Linked DNA regions of Mus musculus: region 1 is linked to region 2. Evidence: chromatin contacts called from public HiChIP or PLAC-seq data. All regions are on one chromosome and are shown on one strand. Each heading gives the region's core, a stretch centred on a gene start, on an enhancer-like site or on the middle of the called end of the contact. The rest is flanking DNA. Distances are from core to core; before and after follow the strand shown.

Evidence for each region. HiChIP or PLAC-seq counts read pairs in DNA pulled down with a chosen protein or histone mark.
Region 1: a contact with region 2 is called in an H3K27ac HiChIP or PLAC-seq map of hepatocytes, with 2.8 times the contacts expected there. The contact joins the promoter of Pgrmc1 here to the enhancer-like site in region 2. A contact is called at or near these places in 1 of 39 promoter capture datasets (hippocampal neurons), 5 of 484 Hi-C or Micro-C datasets (cortical neurons, liver, myeloid progenitors and 1 more), 3 of 115 datasets of contacts at active chromatin or transcription factors (forebrain, hepatocytes and neural progenitor cells) and 1 of 9 other capture datasets (adipose tissue).

The regions. Positions count from the first base shown.
Region 1 is chrX:36,596,527-36,603,654 of GRCm38.p6, forward strand. It overlaps Pgrmc1 (progesterone receptor membrane component 1), which reads left to right and starts at 1,667. Exons shown (of 3, transcript NM_016783.4): 1 at 1,667-2,088; 2 at 5,595-5,750. The coding sequence starts at 1,761.
Region 2 is chrX:36,530,004-36,536,769 of GRCm38.p6, forward strand. No RefSeq gene overlaps it. Among named protein-coding and RNA genes, the nearest start is that of Gm14569, 41 kb to the left of the region's middle. Within about 2 kb of position 3,953, at least 3 of the 459 cell types and tissues checked have an H3K27ac peak or open chromatin away from gene starts, as enhancers often do. A contact at or near this core is called in hepatocytes and liver, where this site is marked.

The sequences.
Region 1 (7,128 bases), core at 417-2,916, 64 kb after region 2:
GTAGCTGTCTTCAGACACACCAGAAGAGGGCATCAGATTTCATTACAGATGGTTATGAGCCACCATGTGGTTGCTGGGATTTGAACTCATGACCTTTGGAAGAGCAGTCGGCACTCTTAACCGCTGAGCCATCTCACCAGCCCCCTTTTTTTTTTTTTTTTTTTGGCCATATTAGTTTCAAATGAAAACATTTTTCACAAGTTTGTTATTTTTTAAGAAATATCTTTGCTGCTCACAGTACTCTGTGAAAGGGATAACTGGATTCTAACCGGAGCTGAGTGCTCTCAGTTTGAGCTTGTTTCATGATGATTAAGTTGAAGAGTTTTGACAAAAGATCTGGAGGGGCCGGTTTAGCTAATCCTAAATTTAGCTCTGGGGGAAAAAATGTGTGGGCTGGATATAAAGAGTGTTTGACTCATTACACTTTAAGAAGATGGGGGGGGGCAGGGATTACAGCAGTGTTTGCCAAAAGTTTTCAGAATTTAGCCAATTCTCTGCACAAATCTCTTGCATGTAAGTGGTGTACAAACAGGATTGTATGGAAAAGTCGTGCCCTGCTCTGCAGATGTGTGCATGGCTTGGTTTTAATTATTCTCCTTTTTCTTATGTTACCGTTTCCCAATTACAATTTAAGGGGGGGGGCAGCCAGATTAGGTCTCTGAAAAATAGGCACAATCCTTGTTCCATAGAGGCCTGCTCCCGTGCAGCCTGTTTGCACACCAGAAGCCTGGGAATCTAAAAAGATAAAATCTAGGATCCTTCCAAACTCCAGCGTTTATCAGGGGCTGTGCTCAGGGTTACAGTGACTGCCAAGGGTAGTTTCCACAGACTTCAAATAGAAGAATGCTGTCAAGCAACGGAACTTTGAACATTATTCTGGTATTTCTATAGAAAAAAAAGGCTCAACAACAGAATGTCAGTTGTTGATTACTGGTGCCTTGTGACTAAGCATAATTGATGATTTCAAAAAGAAAAAAAAAAACTTTAAGAACAAACGCAAAATCTGGCGATCTGAGCTCCAGATTTTATAGAATTGACAGGCCTGTTACCTGACTGGCTGTCCTTTGGGTGTTAGTCCCACAGCTTTTGGGCAAGAATTGGAGGCGAACCATCCCAAAATGGATGTTCGAATAGTCTAGGACTGTAAGGTGAAAAGGAGTTGAAGGCATGATATTAGAGTATCCCAAAACAGCTACCTGGCTCTAAGGGTATGGCCCAGGGGAGAGAGTATAAGGGGCTTTAAAATAGAAGCGAAGCAAGAGAAATGCGACCTCATTTTAACTGACGTCATTTGCCGCGAGGAGCGGGCCCTAAAGTCAAGGCTTCCCCACAGGGTCAGCGGGAAGCTACCCACTGTACCCAAGAGACTGAGCTGTGTGTCTGCGAGCTGCACTATGATCTGAGGGTGCCCGGAAACCGGGGCAGAGGCCCAGCAGGTAGAACAGAGAGGTGGGCTGGGCTCGGTGGCCCTGGTTGACGGAGCGGTTGAGGGAGAAAGACCAAGACCCCCGAGGCTACATAGGGGGCCCGAAGCAGAGGCCGAACCAGGCCCAGCTTGCCCGAGCCAGCCCGAGCAGGGCGGGGCGCTTAGGTGGCCGCGAAGGGCGGGGGCTTATAGGCTCCGCCCCCGGAGCCCCGCCCCTCCCGAGCTTTTCTTCCTCTGTCAAAGAACGCTGCGCGCCACTGTTCGCTGGGAGGGCGGAGGAAGCGGACTGTTCCGGAGCTCTGCCTAGCCGGGCCCAACCTTTGCTCCAGAGATCATGGCTGCCGAGGATGTGGTGGCGACTGGCGCCGACCCGAGCGAGCTAGAGGGCGGCGGGCTGCTGCACGAGATTTTCACGTCTCCTCTCAACCTGCTCCTCCTGGGCCTCTGCATCTTCCTGCTCTACAAGATCGTTCGCGGGGACCAGCCCGGTGCCAGTGGCGACAACGACGACGACGAACCACCCCCGCTGCCCCGCCTCAAGCGGCGCGACTTCACCCCTGCCGAGCTGAGGCGTTTCGATGGCGTCCAGGACCCGCGCATTCTCATGGCCATCAACGGCAAGGTGTTCGACGTGACCAAAGGCCGCAAGTTCTACGGGCCTGGTACGGAGGCAGGGCCAGGGGGTCGTGGAGACAAAAGAGGGGACCCTGGCGTGGAAGCGGGGCGGGAGAGAGGCCGGGGGAGGTGGGGCGCCCCCGTGGGAGGGTCGGAGGGAAGGCGGGCAGCAATGGGAGCGGGCCGGGGGCACGAGGCTCTGGGTGGGTGGGGGTGCGTACGGGGGGATGGGATGCCCGAATGAGGCTGAGCCTTGGAAACCGCGGGTGGGAGGGACAGCGAGGTCCGAAGCCCCGGGATATTAGGGAACTTTTCGAAGGTAGTGGGCTTTGGGGCGGGGGTCCTGAAAAGAGGGGGAGACTTCGGATTTGAGGGGAAAAAATGAAGGTGTCTCCAGAGAGGCCCAGACACTTGAGAAGACGTGGAGGCCGATGACGCCGGAGGAGCCATGGTGGAATGTAAGGGTGTGTAAAGAGAGAAAGTGGAGAAGGGGATTAGTGTCAGGTAAAGCAGCATTGTTCCTGGCGGAGAATGTGTGTGTGTGTGTGTGTGTGTGTGTGTGTGTGTGTACACTGTGTGCATGCGCAGTGAATGTGTGTTTGGTGTACACCGTTTGTCTGGGGGGTGGCGCTTGGAATGTGACATGTGTTAGGTATGTCTTTGGTATGTGTATGTGCGTGCAGAGTGGGGTGGACTCAGGCTGGATGATGAATAAGCGACCAAGCTTGGTTGGATGCATTAAGAGCAGTGTGTGGTGGACTATGGTAACATGGTGAGATGGTCAGAAACACCATATTTAGTGTATGATAGAGTGGGGAGACTGGGAGGTGGAAAAAATAAAATGAAATGAAACGGGGGTGGGAGGGAGGAGTGGAAGGGTCCTGAGAAACAATAGGGTAAGGCTGTGAAGCCCGATGGGTGGGGGGATTTCAGGAAAAGCCAACCAAGGGGAAAACAAGAGATGGACAACTCCCCAGAAATGAGGCTTTTCCAAACTGGATTGCCTATCACAATCACCTGATGCTTATGAAAAATACAGATTCTTGGCCTGACCATCCATAGCCACACTTAGATCTCTGGGGCAGGGGAGAGGGCTAAAAAGATCTACATTTTACTCCTCTGCTGTAGGGAAATGGGGAATCAGCCAGATTTAGAAAGCCCTGCTTTCTAGAACATTTAGAGAGGAAGAAGAGGCTTTAGCTCTCCCAATATGGATTCCTCTAAGCACCAGGAACTCGGGGCTGGGGGGTGGGTATGTTCACATGCTCATTGGTCTGAGAGGGAAGACTAGCCAGCACTAATCCAAACCAGACATACCCACTCTGTTACGTCTCAGAGTCCAGCCAATCAAAAGCACATGTGCCAAAGGCTTTTTAGTGAACTCTCACTCTTCCTTTCTGCTTTCAGACATTTTAGAAAATTACGTTCTGTAGGCATGTGACTGCAAAATAATAGGAAAACTACATATTGTTTGTCACTGTAGTCACACATTATCCATAAACAATGGTGTAATTACCCATAATTATTAAGCTAAACCATAAGGTAATCAACACAAATGCACGAGGCCTCGTCATCTGGTTGTATTTGCAAAGTCATCACATGGGGATCCTCCGTGCTTTCAGAGAGCACAGCTGGAGTCAAGCTGTCTCCATTCTAACCAGGTAGGTTACAGTTTGCAGAGTCATCCTGCCGGATATCGATGTGTGTACTGGAACAGCTACAACTAGGAGTCAACCTGCACTCTACATTCTAGCCTCGCTGTTGTCCCTGACCAGCTGTGTGATCTGGTGCAACGCCCTATGGTCTCAAGGCCTTAGTTTTCCCTCTGGGAACATAAAAAGACAAGCACGCCCCCAGTGTGAGGAGGCCAAGGAACACTGATAGTATCATAGTGGAAATATTTTCTGTTACAGAGTACTCTTAGAAGTGAAGCCATTTGAGTGTCTAGTACTCTGTACAGCACAGTCGTAGATGCTAGCGAGTAGCAGTGAGTGAAAAACACAAAGCTCTGCTCACCAAGCATCTAGTTAATATGCTTTGTAGTGAACAAAATATACTCTCCAAAGACTATTAATATTTGCCTTAGATCTTGTTTAAGTATGCATTACCAGTCCAGGGACTGTAATTTCTAAAATGGTAAGAGTCCAAACCAAGACTTTGACTTTGTTTCCAAGCACTAGGTGATACTATTTCCATTAGCAGTATATATTTTGTGAAAAGCATATGAATTTTGTTCTTTTTAAACCTTCTCTAGTGGCAGCATGCAATGAGGACTGAAACCAACCCCTATTTTAGAATCTTAGTTGCATTTACAAGATGATCCTAAGGGTTTGAAGTATATCTCAGCACTAGGGTGCTTTCCTAGAATATGCAAAGCCCCAGTCCTACAAAAAATGGATCTTAATATGTTAGAAAGAAAAACAGTTTGGTCGACTAAAGTTTCAGATAACCACACTGTAATGAAATACCAGCCATTCCTAGTTGGTATGACGATTTTAATGTCAGAGTTGCTATCTAGCCTCCTTTTGGGAAAACGAGGCATTGCTTAAAGTACTCCGAATTCCTTTCATTTGTTTGTGCAATATTTAACTCTAAATAACCACTTCAGGTGGATTCAGATTGATCCACTGTCCTCAGACAAAAGCTTGCTATGATGTTATACATAGTAGCATTTTTCAGGTTTTAGGAGATTATTTGAAGGCGTTGATTGCAGCCCTTTTCAGTGAAAATTTTAGTGTTTTCACTGCTGTTTACACTCATTTGTATGCTTACACTTAATAATAGTACCAAAACTGATCTCCCTTGTTGTGAGTTCTGATTTAAATAAGACAGTAAAGGTTATATAACGCAGAGAGGCTTTGGAACCACTGGTATTTGTAAAATGATTGTTCTTGCAGATGCCTTAGGGTTCATGACTTGCAACTAAAGATCATTTAAAACATATCAGAATATGTTGATAAGAAAATGTTTTCATTTACACATTAGTGGTTAGAAACTGTAACTTTGACTGTCTTGGCTCAAGCACCCAGAATAGAGCCAACCTGTAGATACAAAGTCTTTGAGCTGAATTCTAACCCATGGAGTGTATAATCAAACAATCCCCATTAAGGCCACCGTCAAAAGAACTACTTGAGCTTATATTAGCTATGTGCAGGACATAGATTTCAAATGCTACACATCTTTATTTCATTTTACTTATCAAAGTGACAGTAAGTCTGTCAATGCCCTTATGTAATGATCAAAGTGTATTCGTGCAGCTCAATAATGGAATGTGAAGCCAGGAAGTGGTGGACTCCTTTAATCCCAGCACTCAGGAGGCAGAGGCAAATGGATCTCTGTGAGTTCTCTGTGGCTATTCTGGTCTACAAGAGTGAGTTCCAGGACAGCCAGGGCTACACAGAGAAATCCTGTCTCAAAACAAACAAACAAACAAACAAATTAAAAGGAGGCTTTTGGTGTTGAAAGCAAGGAAGCCGTCTTCTGTTTACGTGAGCCAAGGAAAAGTGTATTATCTAATAAAGAATCTGTCTTTGGTTTCATTTTGTCTTTAAAGAGGGGCCATATGGGGTCTTTGCCGGAAGAGATGCATCCAGGGGCCTTGCCACATTTTGCCTGGACAAAGAAGCACTGAAGGATGAGTATGACGACCTTTCTGACCTCACCCCTGCACAGCAGGAGACCCTGAGTGACTGGGACTCTCAGTTCACTTGTAAGCATTGCTTTATATTTTGCCTAGATCAAATTTCTACCAGTAATGCAGATTTATGATCAAACAATAGCTATGAGTAAGCACCCTGAAATCGGGTGCATTTTGATAGGCTCCTGAATCTTGGACAGGTCAAGTTCATGACATAAAGGAATGGTAGCAGTGCTGAGTCACTTACTATGATGACATACCAAGTTTTCTTGATATGTGCATTTTTGCATGAAAGGATATAGATTCCATACTAGCATTTGAGCATGTAGCGAAAGGACAGTGGGCCTCTTGCCTACAGGAAGATTTTCATAAGCCCTGTCTTGTCAGACTTACTGTTTAAAAGCAGCCCACAGCTCTCTTGAAGAATGGGAAACTTGTGTTCTGCCAAACAACTTCTCATTGACTCTGATTTAACCCACCTATAAATTAGGCCTCACCTATAAATGCTGCTTATAATCTGCCCAGCAAACAATGGTGTCTGCATTGTTTTTAAAGAAAAAGGAAAGACTTGTTTCAGACTTAGGTATGTATGGGAGGGAGGGTAAAGCGTTTACAGTTAGGGTAGAAATTAAGGGGTGAACTTCAAAGCATGAGACTGCAGGAACAAGCTTCAATGAAACCTAAGTCCCGGGGGTTAAAATGATCATTTTAAGATTACTTCCCTGGCACACATCTGAACTTAGAATAATCTTTTCCAGATTTTATGAAATGTCTGTGAGGGGGGAAGCTTTTAATTTCCCTATCCCCACAATCAGTTTAAGTCATGCACACTCTTTTGGTTATATCCAACTATCTTCTTCAGAATAACCCGAGAGGGTTCTTGGTTAATAATAAGCCAGGTGTGGCACTACCTTTTGAGTTTGGATCTTGAACAGACCAAGTACAAGTATAGCTTTCAAGGCAGGACGCAAATCTTTGGACTTTGAAAACAGCCCAGCTACCTAACATAGTCACTAACATTTGCCCAAGATGCCTGTGTAATCATAATCTTCAATATGAAAGTAGTGAGTTATGATTTATAATCCATAAAGCTCTGCTCTAGAGCTTTCTGGCATCAGTGGGAAAAAGGTGATTTTTTTTTCTTTTGCCCACAACGCCTTTCACCTAGGCCTAACCCAGCCTGTTCTGACACCCTAGCTACACTCAGAAATCACTGTGGATTCCCCTTAAGCAGGTTTCCACTTGACTTATTTATCTTGCACAGTCCCAAGCCACCATCCCCCCCAACACACAAACACACTTTATACTATGTTCAAATAGGGAAGTTTCAGTTGTTCCCAGCGATTATTTCACATAAAAGCAGCTTTAGTTACCTGTTTAGACAGGTTGCTTACTCTCATCCCTCCCCATATCAGAAAAGAAATGTGCCTTAACCCTGCATTCACTTGAT
Region 2 (6,766 bases), core at 2,703-5,202:
TGGGAAGAGAACAGTAAGAAAATCCAGTTGCTGTGAGGGCAGCATAGTGTGGGTATGTGTGGTTGAGGCAAAACCACAAGCTCAAGTGTGAATGAGATCGCCATTGAGTTAAAGCCCAGGATCAGCCTCAGGGGGACGTTACAGCTTTCTGACCCAGCCTTACCAGAGTCTTGTCTGAAATCAAGCAGACCTTTTCTCTCATATCAGGGGTTCGTGTGATTCAAATCTAGCACTAGTGTTTTAGGGCCTTAAGTCTCCTAAATGTTGAAGCCAATGAAGGTCATTGGCATTATAGTGAGCTGTCCTATATAGAAGAAGGTGTCACTGTCCCCACTCACTCTGGGCTGGAAGTGAGCTTTCTGTTTGTTTCCTGGGTATTAAAACAAAGGGGCCCTGACTCAGACACATTCAAAAAATCTTCATTGTGACAAAAGAAACAGACTTGCCAAAGTGGGCTGGCTTTGCTATCACAAGTTTCCTGCCCGGTGCTCTAATACACAGAGATAACTTGGCCTCCTATTCACAAAGGCACCTCTTGGGAATAAAACGTCTCACAGTCAACCTGGCCTTGACGGTGTAATAACAATCCAGTTTTGCTTGCTTGCAGAAGGCAATGGAACCCTGGAACCACGCAACCCCGAGAGTCCAGGGATCAAACTGACTTTCTCATAAGTCTTTTAATTAGGGCTTTGCTGTGGAATCCAGCAAGCCATCCTAGGACTGTTGATCCTCTCACCTTGGCTTCTCCAGTATAAGGATTAAGGATATGTGTCACCACATTCACCTTTCTAATACTTTTGGTTTTTTGAGGGAGAGTCTCTTGTAGTTGAGGTTGGCCTCAAGCTTGGTATGTAGCTCATGGTAACTTTGAACTCCTCATTCTCCTGCCTCCACCTCCTGAAGGCTGGCATCCTCGCCCTGCCAATTCTTTTATTGCCGCTACAATTTGATGAGAAAAACAACAAATCTTTATAAACTTCTTCCTTGGGTGAAAAGGAACCTTTCATGAACTGCTTACTCAGTGATGTTTTTAACAAGAATAATAACTATCATATAATTGAGTTTTTATATTATTTTAATTAGCTTAAAGAGCAATCGGTTTACACTATTGATGTATGGCACTTTGGGCATGCTTTGGATATGCTACTGAACCTGATTCTTACCACACCACTGGGCCAGAGGCTCTCCAAGGAGGCCCAATTCACAGAAAACACCAGTGACTTGCCCAAGGCCACATGGCTAATATGAGACAGAACCAACTTCAAACCTACATCTGCTGAACCCCAAATTCCATATTCTTAATCACTGCCTCCTCTTTCCCAAGACAAAATTTTAGTTCTGCTAATTCCAGACCCCACCTCGGACCTATTGACATAGAATCCTGAAGGGTGGGGCATGGGAAACCATACTACACATATCAAACTGAAGGGTTCTGTGACACTCAGAAATAGGCTTACTAATATCATGTGGCCTTGTGAGGCTGTATGCCACTTTGAGACTAACACTGCTCAGTAGTGTTGGTCATTGGAAACCATGACTGTGGTGCCAGATGTAGCCCTAGAAGTTGGGAGTCAGAGGCAGCAGCATCACGAATTCAAGGTCACCCTTGACAACATATTGACTGCAGGAGACGGTTTTGTACTACGGCAAAGGAAACTGCTAAGTGATTGAAGAGGAAGTCTACAAAATGGGGGAAAATCTTTGCCAACTATACCTCTGATGGTTCATTAGTTTCTAGAATATACAAAGAACTCAGAAAAACTAAACACCAAGGAAACAAAGAGCCCAGTTATAAAATAGGATCTGGAACGTAAATAACAAGACACACATCCATGTTCAGTTCAGATGCATCCCCACCCCCTTTCTCCCAGCCCCACTGAAACTTTCTGCCCTCAGTAACTCCCCCATCCTGATTCATAGCTCATGAATTCTGGGTTCTTTTCTCCATTTCTTTCCTTAAATCCTCTTGTGATAGCACATGCCAGTAGGCAAATGTTGAAGAGGACAAGGAAAGAAGATCATGAGTTTAAGGCCAGCTTGGTTTACACACACACACACACACACACACACACACACACACACACACACACACACACATACACACACAGAGAGAGATAGAGAGAGAGAGACAGAGACAGAGACAGAGACACAGAGAGAGATAGAGAGAGACAGAGAGAGAGAATATGTCTCTCTCCTGGTGTGACTTTGTGAAAAAAGAAATAGCAATAGTGTCTGCCTCAGAGGGTTCGTGTGAGGACTTTGCTCTCTCTTTTGTAGCACTAGAAATTGAACCAAGCTTATTCTAATACTGGTTATCCACAGCTCAGATGTGAGGTTTACATGAAACCATTCAGGTAAGAACTTTCAAAGTCCTGGGAATAAATCCACTTAGTGGATACTGGCAGTCCTTACTACTGCTGCCTCCTTTGAGTCACTGCAGCTTAAGTGAAGGCATCCTTCAATACAGCAGAGAAGTAGCCGGCTCCATCCGAATGGCTTCTCCCATCTCACTCCACTTACATGGATGGCTCCAGGCTACTGATACTATCTATGCAGAGGACACACACTTGGGATGAAGAAATAGAAAACAGAGGTGAAAGTGAGTTTTGCTGACCTTAGAAAGACCTAGAAGTTTGTTCTATCCCTCAAAAATCCCAGTACAGTTTGCTTCCTTTCTTTCATCCACCTAGTGAGTAGGATCTCCTAGGCCTTCTTTGCCCATGATGTACATTTTTACTTCAATTTCACCTTGATATAAACCAAACAAGAGGGGGGATGGCTAGAGTCTGGTGGCCCTTTCCAGTCCTACCCAGGGATGGTTATCAATGTACCAACATCCCAGGCACACCTGAGTGTACACCAGTGAATCTGTACTTATGATTTGCATGCTATTTCTCCTCTCTTTCAAGGCCTACTTCAGTATTGAGTTTCCATCAAATGGAGAAAAGGGGGCTTCAAGCCCACTCCTAGTTTATTCTCCTATTAAGTTCATAATAAATTTTGTTTATTTCTTTAACTACAGTTTCTGTCAAGAAGTTCATGAAGAGATTTTTAACCAGTCCCATCCTTTAAGAGATGCCTCCTGAAAGCTAACCAGTCAACAGTATCACAAGGAGAAAACTATGGTCTGCTTCTTAAAAAAAAAAAAAGTTGCTGTTTTGTGATCCTGGGAATTGAGTTTAAGACCTGATGCCTGCTCAGCCAGAGCTCTATCCCTCTTTATGTTTTGTTTTGAGATAGAGTCCCACTAGTTTGCCTAGGCTACCTTGGAGTTCACAATTGTCCTACCTCAGCCTGCAGAGGAGTTGGGATCACAAGCCTGAGCCAGCAGCCTTGGCTGTTATCTGCACCTACACCCATGCCTCCGCCTTTATTAATAAGGAGCTAGCTAAACAAACAAGACTGCAAGAAAGCTCCAGAATTCTTGGTCTTAAAACAAAAAAAAAAATCATTACAGGGGGCTGGAGAGATGACTCAGTTGATGAGTTGATTCATATTTTTATTTTATAACCATTAATGCTGAGAACAGGACTTTGCATATATACATATTTAAATGCTAAAAATTGAAAGAAGACTGTTTCGGGCCATTTTAGAAGCTATTTGAACCACTCTTATCTATAACCATATCATGCTGATCTCAAGAGCTGTTGCAAATTCTGTCCTATCTCGAGCCCAAATTCACTTAATATGATTAGTTCATAAAACTCAAGTCTGCAATTCAAAAGCAATTAAAAGTCAAGCACTATAATACATATTAAAAAGCCTTTAATAACCACAATTAAACCATTATACTTCTACAACACCAGAAAACTTTATATATACAGTAAAAAAAAAAAAACACTGTAATTTACAGCATACCATATAGCCTTTAATCTGAGCCCAAGTGTTTCACAGTGGACTAGTTAGTATTGTCTGGTATGCACACACGCACAGTGCAAAGTGCACATGTGTGTCCAGAAAGAAATTATGCAATACAGTCACAAGACGAATGTGGGGAGGTGCTGCCACAGCCTCAGGTTGGGAGACAAATCTGAGGAACAGTTGGGGAAAGAAGAGCCTGACGCTGCCAATCTAAAAACCAGGAGGCTTGCTTGGTTCAAGCAGAAAAGTACACAGGGAAACATACTCGTGTCCTTGGTAGCTAAGGAACAGACTTTATCACCAGAGAGAAGAGTTGTAGATTTTGGCAGTCCTGAGCCTGGTGTAAGCAGATGGATCAACCTCTGGAAGCCTATAGAGTCTAAGAACCCTGAAATTCTAGCAGAATCCATGGCGTCTTCACCTGGATCCCTCATGCAGGGTGATCAGTTCTTAGGTGGTCTGGAAAGGCAAGGTAAGTGTTCCACCTGTACTGATCTCAGTACTGTCAATAAACTTGTAAACCCTTCTTCAGCTAGCAGTGGTTGCTACAACCCTTCAATACAGTTAATGCTCTGGGGACCCCCCCCCAACCACAAAATTATTTTCATTACTACTTAAATTATATAACTATAATTTTGCTACTGTTAGGAATAGTAACATAAATATCTGATATGCAGCATATTTGATATTCAACACCTGTGAAAAGGTCGTTTGACACCCCCCACCCCCGAAAGGGGGTCACAGCTCACAGATTGAGAACCACTGCTAACTGCTGGCTGATAGAACCTAAGGCATATTGTCTGGGGGAATCTGGGAGGGGTGAGCAAACCTGCCCAGCCCGAAGATTGCAAAACTGAGTGTGGCCACCAGAGGTCCCTAGTACACAAGAAAGGGAAGCTACTGAAATGGAGACATTCCAGTCATCCTAAATTTGTGCGAGCTGGGCTCAATGATTATCAGCAGCAAAAGAAAGCCAAAATTCCACAATTCTGTCTGACCTTATCCCCCATTTATATCATGCACATCAGTGTTTCATCTTTGATTTTGTTTTTTTCCCCCTTGTGTTTTTATTTTTGGCCACATTTTACCAGCTTTTTGTTTTATTTTGTTTGTTTTATTATAGTTGTAAAACATGAAAGGAGAGAATCTCTAAATACAGAGTGTGGGGAGGCCCTATTATCACAAGATTTTTTTCTGGCAAATCTAATGGAATAATAAAGAACATTTTTATCAAAATAAAAGTTGGAGGGACATCTCTAGCCCCCCTCATTTAATTCTCAAATTAAACACACACACCATAGTGAGAAATATACAGTGAATAAAATGTCCTAAATGTGAAAACTAAAACTAACAGTAAACAAATAGTTTCAAAGGCCTCCAAAAGTTCCTTATGGAACTGAATTGTGTCATCAATATTAAGAGCTCCTGATGCAATTTGTGTGGAACACTCTAGAAATTACACAAGCTGGATTAAATGTTCCAAGAGTTATAAATATATTACCAATGGCTCATTCTTTAAGTTGACCAGTGGACTATGCACTTCTAATTTCACTCTTGAAAATAAATATTAGGATGAAAATAATTCTTCCAGGTTGATTGAAGCTACAGTGTAAGTTTAATAATGTTTTTTATAATCAGATCAGATAACAAGATTTTCTCTACTTGTATTTTAAACCAACTGGTGAACAGAAATGTCTTTGTAATGCCACTATACATAATTTAATGTAATTTTAAAAGTTATGTGCGATTGTTGACTAAAACAAGCTTTGAGAGTTGTTAGGTCTTTCCTATTGGATCTGGGTCTATTTCCTTCATATGTATGTATACTATTCAGATGATATAACTTCTTCAGTGTATTTACTATTTTTACCTTTTGAACCATGTATGTGTGAGGGGGAGAAGAGAAAAGAAGAGAAGAGAGGGGTGGAAGGAGAGAGAGCATTGTGTGGTGCATCTGTATGTGTGTGCGAATGTATTCCATGTGTATGCTGGTGCCCTGGGAATTGAGAAAAAGGCATCAGATCTCCTATAGCTCAGTTACAAGGAAGTTGTGAGCTACCTGATATGGGTTCCAGGAACCCAACTCATGTCTTCTGGAAGAACACAAAGCACTCTTAACCACTGAATAATCTCTCCAGCTTCTTGTTTACTTTTTAAAGGGTTGGTTTGTTTTGTTTTGTTTTTTTTCTGGAGTTGGGGAAGCAGGGCTTCACTTTGTAGCCCTGGCTGGCCTGTAATTGGGGTTGTAGAGCAGGCGGGACTCAAACTCCAAGAGATCTGCTTGCCTCTGTCTTCAGAGTGCTGCGATTAAGGGTGTGCTGGCATTTACTTTTTGGTGTAGACTTTTTAAAACAAGATTTCTTTATATATTTTTGTTTTGATTTTTTTTCAAACCTCCTTTTATTTCTACTTTGTTTTAAAATTAGTACTGACAGTCAACAGGTTTCCTTTCGGCACTTCCACATCCATCACACTGAGTTTTGGATGCTCTTCGTCCTCACTACCCACCCCTCTTCCCTCATCTCCCTGCCTGAAGTCCTCATCTGCACCCTTCTGCTCTCAGTATCCCTTATGTCTCATCATCTCACTTGTTTCCTACCACCCTCTCTACCAGTTCCCTTAAAGCCTTTTATTCCCTTTCTACTTTCATGAACTCTATACTCAATCAGACACAGAAACATGCTAGGCTCTGTATTTGAAAGGGAGCATGTATATAGTATTTCTCTTTCTGAGCTTAAGTTACCTTGTCTAGTATAATATTTTCCACGTCCATTCACTTTCTCTGAAATTTTTCATTTTTCTTTATATATGAATAAAATTTCATTGGGTATCAGCGTGACATTTCCACTATCCATTAATTGGTTTAGGAACATCTCAGCTGATTCCATGTCTCTTTTAATAGAGC